Linked DNA regions of Capra hircus: region 1 is linked to region 2. A link is a contact called in public Hi-C data. All regions are on one chromosome and are shown on one strand. Each heading gives the region's core, a stretch centred on a gene start, on an enhancer-like site or on the middle of the called end of the contact. The rest is flanking DNA. Distances are from core to core; before and after follow the strand shown. Region 1 overlaps MBP (myelin basic protein). Region 2 holds the start of MBP (myelin basic protein).

Region 1 (4,511 bases), core at 2,008-4,507, 44 kb before region 2:
CTGGGGTGGATTTTCCTGCCTGATAAGTGAAGTGTGAAGAGACTCTTTTTTGGAAATAAGCAGAGACCCAGCCAGACCCTGAGGGGAGGCCTCACTCTGTGACTAAGGTATGTCTTAGCAGCCAGAGAATAGCCCTCTGTTTTGATAAGCGAGCCACCAGGAGCCAGCCTCTAGGAATACAAACACGTGGAGCAAGGAGCGACACCTAGGCCAGGTCTGCTCGAGTCCCAGCTTGGCCTGTGGCCCTGGGCGAGCCACCAGGCCCACCATCAGGCAGCGGAGGGGACCAAGAGTGAACACACAAAAGTCGGTGGGAACCTGAGAGGCAACCTCCGTCTCTAGGGCGACGAGTAAGTAAACTTTTACAGAAAACATATTTCCCAACACCTCCTGAGTCACTGTTGGCAGTTACCATGAACTCCAGCGTGTCCAGGTCCTGGGACTACGGCCCTTCCTCATTAGATGGTTCCTCTGTGCACTGTGACCGCTTCTGATGTCCACACCCAACTGATCAAATACATGATTGGAGAAACAGCGTATAGCAAGGGGAAACCTGGGGAATCTCTGGTGTCTGTGGGCACAAAACAGCACGCAAAACCCAGCCAAGAGCACAAGCAAGACGGAGACTGGCACTGAGGGTGGCCAGGGCAGTCTCACGGCGGCGGAGCATGTGAGGGCGTTCTCAGGAGGTGGGTGGAGGGTACTTAGCCTCCAGGTTTCTGCACAGCCTGCTCTTCTAACAAGGAGAACAGATTCACAGTTCACTCATGTAATTAAAAAAGTAAGACCTTCTCCAAATGAGAATGTGTTTGCCCAGGATCACCATAGGAAATCACATCTTCCCATTTTCACATTACATACCAAACACATCACTGTCTTCCGAGATCTCCCGGGAAAGGTCACGAGTGTTTCTCTTCTTTTCATATTCTCCTCTGTTAGTTTCACTGTCCTGGGGGGAAAAAAAACCAACACAACATAAACTCTTAAAATAATATGTTTTCCTCCTGACACATTTTGGAGCTGATAAACAAATTCTCACATCCATCCTCAAGGTCTGAGGTGGAATTTCAGTTTAGGGTGTGGATTTCTGTACAGGATGTGGCATTCTGCTTTGTTTTCTCTGCCTGAGCATGCAAGCATCTGGAGGATGTATTTCCATACAGAAGAAACGGAAATGATTAAATTAAATAAGCTAGACACCATCCCATGTATCTCAGGAATGTGACTACTTGGTCCCTGTTTTGGATTGTGAGCTGAAAGCATGGGATGGAACTGATACCAAAACTGATTCCCTTGGGTTCTAACTTTCTCCCAGTGGTAGCCCTGGGAGAGAAGAGGACATGGAACTACTGACTAGTTCAAAACTGGGAAAAGAGTACATCAAGGCTGCCTATTGTCACCCTGCTTATTTAACTTATACGCAGAGTACATCATGAGAAAGGCCGGGCTGGATGAGTCACAAGCTGGATTGCCGGGAGAAATATCAAGAACTTTAAATATGCACATGATACCACTCTAATGGAGGAAAGTGAAGAGGAACTAAAGAACCTCTTGATGAAAGTGAAAGAGGAGAGTGAATAGGCTGGCTTAAAACTCAACATTCAGAAAACTAAGATCATGGCATCCAGTCCCATCACTTCATGGCAAATAGATGGGGAAACAATGGAAACAGTGACAGACTTTATTTTTGGGGGCTCCAAAATCACTGCAGATGGTGACTGCAGCCATGAAATTATAAGAGGCTTGCTCCTTGGAAGAAAAGCTATGACCAACCTAGGCAGCATATTAAAAAGCAGAGACTAATTACTTTGCTAACAAAGGTCTGTCTAGTCAAAGCTGTGGTTTTTCCAGTAAACATGTATGGTTGTGAGAGTTGGACTATAAAGAAAGCTGAGTGCCAAATAACTCATGCTTTTGAACTGTGCTGTTGGAGAAGACTCTTGAGATTTCCTCGGACTGCAAGGAGATCCAACCAGTCTATTCTGAAGGAGATCAGTCCTGAATATTCATTGGAAGGACTAATGCTGAAGCTGAAGCTCCAATACTTTGGCCACCTGATGCAAAGAACTGACTCATTAGAAAAGACCCTGATGCTGGAATGACTGAAGGCAGGAGGAGAAGGGGACAACAGAGGATGAGATGGTTGGATGGCATCACTGACTCAATGGACATAGGTTTGGGTAAACTCCAGGAGTTGGTGATGGACAGGGAGGCCTGGCGTGCTGAAGTCCATGGGGTTGCAAAGAATTAGACACGACTGAACAACTGGACAACAGCAGCAGCCCTGGGGGAGAGTCCCTTCCAGGGTGCAGGACTGATACTAATATCCTCAACCACCTGGACCTCTGAGGGGAGGGGCTGGACTGGCTGGGTCTCCATCCTGTCTACTCTGGGAACCTGCACCCTCAGAGTTGGAGTTTCTTCCCTCCCTTCCCCCACTCCCTCTGCTTTTTTATGAAGACCATGGTGCTTTTTTTTGGGTGTGAGAGGACTCCTTGTCTTTTTTCTTGTTTATGTCAATTTTTTTTTTCCAGGGTGCTTTCTGAATTTTAAAATTTAAGTGCACAGAATAGATGTGGTTCAGTTCCTATTTTAAATCAATTTTATGGTATTTAATTATTTTCCTATGGAATGCCTGAGCTTGACATCAAATTCAAAAAGCACTGAAAAGGTCACGGGGAGACGAGTAGGCTCCCTGGGCACCTCCCAGCTGCCACCCTGCCTGCGGGTGAGGTTCTAGCCTCTGTCTTCCTCAAAACGGCCTGGGCTCATTTCAGCCATTGCCCAAGTTCACTCCCTTCCTCCTCCTTTTTGTGTTTATGTAAATGCTGCCACACTCTGGACATGGCTCTGCTTCTTGCTCTGTCACTGAACCAGGAGTCCTGGAGAGGGTGTCCCTGAGGACACTCTGTCCTGGTCAGCAGGGACCTAGCCCTGCATCACAGCGTCACTCTTCCCAGGTGACCAGGCTCCAGCCCAGGACCCTGTGACCTGTTATGACTGATGCTGCCTTACTCCTTGCTTGCTTGCTCAACGTTGCACAAGACACATTTCTGGAGGCGGAATGAGTCAAACCATAATCTTTTAAAGACAGTGCCTAACTTGGCTTCTGGCCAGACCGTGGGCAGCCTGCCTCGCTGAGCTCCCCTCCCTGCTGCTTCACTCTCTGGCCTCCATGCACACTTCGCATCGCTATCTTTCAGATCATCCCTTCCACCTGACCTGGGGGTTCAGGCCCTCACTGAGCCCCACCCCAACGTCAGTGGCTTCCCTGTCTCCAGTCCCCTTCCTGTGTCCCCCCTCTCCCCATCCTGTAGATCTGAGCTGGTCTCTACTGTAGACCAATATGCCCCATCCCTGTCTCCCCACCAACACTGCAAACTTTTTGAGGATGGGATACTGCCTGATAAATCTTTCTAGCCCCAAACCTGGCACAGCGCCTGGTCCCCCACAAGTGCTGGAGAGAAAACTTCAATTTTATGCTGTTTAAGAATAGCTTGAGGGCAGGAGGACAAGGGGACGACAGAGGATGAGATGGTTGGATGACATCACTGACTTGATAGACAGGAGTTTGAGCAAGCTCTGGGAGCTGGTGATGGACAGGGAAGCCTGGTGTGCAGCAGTCCATGGGGTTGCAAAGACTTGGACACGACTGAGTAGCTGAACTGAAGACTAGTTTTAAATGGCTAAGTCCTGTTTTAGCAGAGGGAGCCAAAGGTAACATAGTATGTATTTTTTCGTATCTACCTATTTATTTTTAGAAGAGAGTAAAACCTGGAACAGAAAGGATTTTGTGATAGATTCGTTCATCAGCTATAAATTCTTGTTATCTGTGTTGGTTTCACGTCTCCCTTCTATGCTGGTACGAATATCAGGTGCTATGCTATGCTAAGTCATCTCAGTCATCTCCGCCCCTTTGAGACGCCATGGACTGTAGCCCGCCAAGCTCCTCTGTCCATGGGATCCTCCAGGCAAGAATACTGGGGTGCGTTGCTCCTCCAGGGTATCTTTCCCACCCAGGGTTGGAACCCGAATCTCTCCTGCATTGGCTGGTGGGTTCTTTACCACTAGCGCCACCTGGGAAACCCATCAATATCATATCCTTCACTAACTACAAAATAATAAGCTTTATTGGAGAAGTGGTTAATTAAATGCAATTTAGCTGTTACTGTAAATCATTGTGGATATTTTTTCCCACATTTTAAAATCAAGATGCTCCTGCAAAATCAATGATGTCTTCTAACTAGAATGGACAGCGTTTTCCTTCTCGGTAAAACTCAGTAAAACAGTGCTGAGGGTCAGGGATGATGGTTCAGAGGAAAAGCTTGATATTTCAAGCAAATCATTGTGCTTTCAGTGAATGGAGGTTTATGATATGGTCACACAGCTTCCTCACATCCATGGGTGAGGCTGGAGTGGCATCGTGGTGAAGAGATGCTTCGTGTCTCACACCCTGCCTCACGCAGCCTCTGGGCTCTCGTAACAGGTGCCGCCCCAGCAGTGATACAGGC
Region 2 (4,859 bases), core at 1,246-3,745:
CCGTGCTGAGGCATTAGAGAACTGTCTTTCCCTCTTTATTGACAACTTTGCTGAGGAAGTTAGGGAAGAGGTGACTAACAGAGACGAGACAGCAGCCTTCCAGTCCCACCACCCTGAAGAGGAAGCACGCTTTGCTGGGTGTAGCCACCTGTTAGCGGTGGGATTTTAAAGAGAAGAGAAGTGAAGTGAGGCTCAGTCGTGTCCGACTCTTTGCGACCCCGTGGACTATCGCCCACCAGGCTCCTCCATCCAAGGAATTTTCCAGGCAACAATACTGGAGTGGATTGCCATTTCCTTCTCCAGGGAATCTTCCCGATCCAGGGATCAAACCCAGGTCTCCCGCACTGCAGGCAGGGGCTTTAACCTCTGAGCCACCAGGGAAGCCAGAGAGGAAGAAGGCAGCTCGGTGGGTGTTGCAAGTTGCCCTCTTCGCCCTGAAGGGCAGCAACAGGGGCTGGTGTCAGACTTCTGGAACTGAGCCCTGGGCGCCCCCGGGGGGGTCTCTGTGCCTTGGTTTCCTACTTAGTGAAAATGAGAGTTCTAATAGGCTAGTTACATCAAATGAGGGCATCCTAGGGTATTACACCTGTTAATGCAATGATATGCAGCTCTCAGAAGATGGCCTGGCCACTGGGAAGTGGTCAGAAACGCTACCTGGATACCTGGGGAGAAAAGGCCCGGGGACAGCTGTGATCCAGTGTCAGATTTTTAAAGACTCGAGAGAGAAACTAAAAGTCAAACAACGTAACCTCCCATTAATGTTTAAAAATTCAGGAGGAAAAAGGAAGAATCGCCAGAAACCTTGGTCTCTGCCCTTTTCCGCCTTCATGGATGCCTTTCCTCAGGGCAAGTGGCCAGAGCCATTCCCAGCCCAAACCAGGCTGGAGCGGTTCAACACCAAATCACAGCACAAGTGACTCAAAAGTGTTCTTATCTTTGGGCAGAAATGGGATAGTTTGGAAAGTTTTTAAAGTGAATTTGAACCAAATAGCTTTTGTTTAACCCTGAGTTAGTAAAGGTAGTCATTTCGGAACAGTTAAACCATTGGGAGCTACTATCAGCCACCATTTTACATAATATTTAACTGGATTCCCTCCTTTCAGGTTTTGGTTTATCCCATTTGGGAAAAAAAAAAGGTGGAGGACAGACGGCCCCTCCCCTGAACTGGGAGAAACAGCTGTGAGGCTGTGACCCAGTGCTGACCATCCCTTCCTGAAGGGCTGCTCCGGCCTAGCTCCGGCTGGGTCTGCACCCCTCTCAGCTCCCCACGTCCACGAAGGCCCCCAGCACTCCAGCGTGACTCTGCCAGGGAGCAGGGGGCAGGACTGAGCCCGGCTCTCGGGGTGTCCCAGACTCCTGGGCCATACTCTGCAAACCATTTCCCTGAGCTGGGGGGGTCTTGTCCAAAAGCCACATGTCTTAAATGGGACACACCCTAAAGCGCCCTTCCTCTGAGAATCTCTCCAGGCCAGGTGTGGAGTCCCTGTCAGAACAGCCAGCACCCCCAACCGGGTCTGGGTCTCCCCAGACACACTCCAGCCGCGCTGCAGAGGTTGTGAACTCACGGTATGGACTCCCTCACCTTGTCGCGACTGGAAAACAGAACCAGGAACCCAAAGGCGCTTGTTTCCTGCCAGAGTCCTACTGAGATCCCCAGAGAAACTCTAAGGCTTCTCCAATCCCCCCCTCTGCCTTCCGAAAGGAGAGGAGAAAGGAGAGCCTGGGAGAAACGAGACAGTGCCCCCAGCAGTCCAGAGGAGCCAGAGCCACCGGGTGCCTGGGGATCGTGCAGAGCACGCGGCACCCTCGGGACGCCGGCCAGTCCCGGGCCCAGGGGGGGCTTCACACCCGGGCGCCAGGCGCGCAGGTGGGCGCAGGTGGACGCGGCGGCGCGGCGGAGCCAGGCCAGGCCTCCGGAAGGCGGAAGCCCGGAGCGTCGCCTGTCGCCGCCCTCGGCGCTCAAAGGGAAACTGGTTTTCGCCCGGGCTGGGGGAGGGGGCAGGCAGGAGTCGGCGGTAAGCTCCAGACGTATCCTTACCGGGCACGTTAAGCGGCGGGTACCCCGGCCTGCCCTGAAGCTCGCCCAGGCAGCGGTCCCGCACGGCCCAGGGTGGCCTCCTTGACCTTTGCCACCTCCCACCCAAAACTCCACCCCGAGCGCCTCCTACGCTCTGCCCGCGACCCCGGCCCCCGACCCGGCCTTGCCCACACCTGGACACCCGTCGGGGACAGCCCTGCCGCTCGGGGTCGGCGTCTACACCCGCGCTCACCCCTCGCAGAGTGGCCGCCCGGGTGCCACCTGCCGCCACCTGCGCGGCCGCCCGGGGAAGCCCTGCGCCCCGTTCCCGCGTCCTCGCTCCGAGGGCGCAGACAAAGACACCCGCCCGCCCCCGGCGAGGTCACCCACCGCGCGGCGATCGTCTCTCCAGGCCGAGGGCGCCGCGGGGTCCGGGCCGCCTCCCGCCCCGAGCGCGCGGGGTCCCGGGGCTCCGGCGCCGCCTTCGGGGTCGGGGCCGCGGTCGCCGGGGCCGCAGGCTCGTCCTCGCTGGCGCGGCGGCGCAGTCTGGCTGCTGCTCCGAGGGCCGGGCGCGCCCGCCGCTCCTCCCCCGCCTCCCGGGCTTCCTGCGAGCCAGGTAAACACTGCCTTCGGGAGCCGGGCCTCCCACCTGCCGCCCGCGCGCCGACCACCTCTCCGCGGCTCCGCCTCGCGGGCTCCGGGCGCACGCCGGCCCCGCGCGGGGCTGCCCTGGGCGGCGCGGACTCCGGCCCGGGCTGAACTGCGGCTCTAGAGCCTCCGCTCGCGGCTGAGCCTCCGAACCACCCCGCCCGAGCGCGGGGAGGGACCTGCGATAGCATCTGCTCCACGCCCCATTCCGCGGGCGGCGAGGGGCCAAGCGCGGCCGCCCGGCTGACTCTGCTGCGCGGGCTCTGGGTTCAGGGCCGCCGCAAGACTGGCCCCTTGAGAACTCCCGGAGGTCCTCGTGCATCCAGCCTACAGACAGGTGCTCGCCGGAGAGCGGCGCCACAGCGGGAGGGCGCGCCCCGGGGTCTGCGGCCTGAGCATCTGTTGGCTTGCGGTCAGTGTCGCGTTCTTGGTCCGAAGGAAGACTGTCCTTTGGACGCCGGTCACCTGCACACAGTCAGATGGCCCTTCCCCCGACCCCCACCCCGGATTCTCGACCTCCTGATGGTGGAAAAGTAGGAGGCGTTGGGGGAGACGCTGGAGTCCTCACGACTTAGATTCCAGGTCGGGGGTCTGATCTGATACTTCCCGGGAGCCGGCGGGGACCCTCACTGTTTACCCGGGGGAGCGGAAGTCTGACCCCTGGCGAGGCTCAACCCGGGTCTCCTGGGCCGGCCGAGGGAGCGAGGAGAGTCAGCGCCCAGTGTGGCTTCAGGGCCACCTGTCCCAGCCAGCCCTCACAAACGGGGGGTCTGTGAACCACGTTCCAGGGCTGGTAATGCCGCCAGAACGGTGTCCACCATCGCAGAAACATTTGCTTCTTTCCTCGGAAAAGATTCGTCTGGGGGTTTCTGGGGTTGGAGATGGGAGGTCAGGAAGACAGCTGAGCAGCGGCGCGGGCTGTGCAGAAGGCGAAGCTTACCTGTTTCCCGGTTTTCTGTGGGGCCTTCCCTCCTTGCCGTAAAGGGTGGCTGGGTGCCGGTAGGGGAGCTGGAGGAATCCAAGGACGCTCAGGGCACTGACAGACCCCAGAAGCTCCCTGACTCCCAGGTTCCTGACTCCAGTCACTCTTAAAATGCACCCCCCCCCCATATATACTAGGTTCCACATGGAAGTCAGTTTTAGGTGGCTCAGATAGTGAAGAAACCACCTGCAATGCAGGAGACCCCAGTTCGATCCCTGTATCTGGAAGATCCCCTGGAGAAGGGAATGGCAACCCACTCCGGTATTCTTGCCTGGGAAATCCCACGGACAGAGGAACCTGGCTGGGCTACAGTCCATGGGGCTGCAAAGAGTTGGACATGACCAAGTGACTTTCACTTGAGCATCACAAACCACATCTCATCTGCTTCCCCCAGATGTCTTCCTGGAGTGACCAGGAAACAGGAGGATGGCCTTCTGACCTGCACAGGTCAGTGAGGGCTGAACACTGGGGAGTCCAGGCCACAGGGAAGCAGCAATGTTTGCCCTGCTTCCTGCTTGTAGAAACGTCACCGATGCCAGCAGCCATCTCTGCAAACGGCAGTCCTGCCAAGTTCCAGTTAACATTGTCCTTACAGTGTTTATAAAATCCCACCATGCATGTACTGGGGGATGTAATGCCCCCTGACTCATGGGAACTTCAAGGACAGTGTACACGAGGGAGCAAGGAACACGATAAAGTGATGAATGGGTGTTTGGAGGGCCCCTCGTGCTGGTGGGAGGAACCAGCGTGAAGGAGGCAGAGAGGGCCGCTTCCCCTTGGGGCTGTGGGGTCACACTTCACATGAAGATGGTCTTGCGTCTGTGAGCACAGTGACAGAGGTTTATGTTACTAATTTCAATAAAGTTGAAATGGGTCTTTTGACAGGTAAAAGATAAACTATCCAAACCTCATTGTCTCTGATATTTCTGAGCAAGTTATATGACCACTCCCCCTATCCCCCACTGCTCTTCATATGATGAGAGGAAGGAGCCTTCCGCATTTCATGTTGGAGCAGGGAGCACGAAGTTTCCTGCATGGCACACACTCAGTACATTTTTATTCAGTCCAGTTAAATCTCCAAATTACCCAAACTGAAGGAAGTCAGGAAATTAATCTAAATAATGTCCAGGAGACCAGACTGCATGAGTTAAAAAATCCCTTCATCAAGGGATGTATCTTTGGAATTATATTTTTGCTTAGACCTAGAATCAC

What was found. Hi-C and Micro-C count contacts between places; a contact is called where the count stands out from the background.
Region 1: a Hi-C map of blood shows a contact between it and region 2, with 2.2 times the contacts expected there. The contact joins the enhancer-like site here to the promoter of MBP in region 2. A contact is called at or near these places in 2 of 5 Hi-C or Micro-C datasets (both in blood).

Annotation. Positions count from the first base shown.
Region 1 is chr24:2,280,082-2,284,592 of ARS1.2, reverse strand. It overlaps MBP (myelin basic protein), which reads right to left. Exons shown (of 9, transcript XM_018039439.1): 3 at 862-949. Among named protein-coding and RNA genes, the nearest start is that of MBP, 45 kb to the right of the region's middle. Within about 2 kb of position 3,257, at least 2 of the 5 cell types and tissues checked have an H3K27ac peak or open chromatin away from gene starts, as enhancers often do.
Region 2 is chr24:2,234,956-2,239,814 of ARS1.2, reverse strand. MBP (myelin basic protein) reads right to left here and starts at 2,495. Exons shown (of 9, transcript XM_018039439.1): 1 at 2,408-2,495.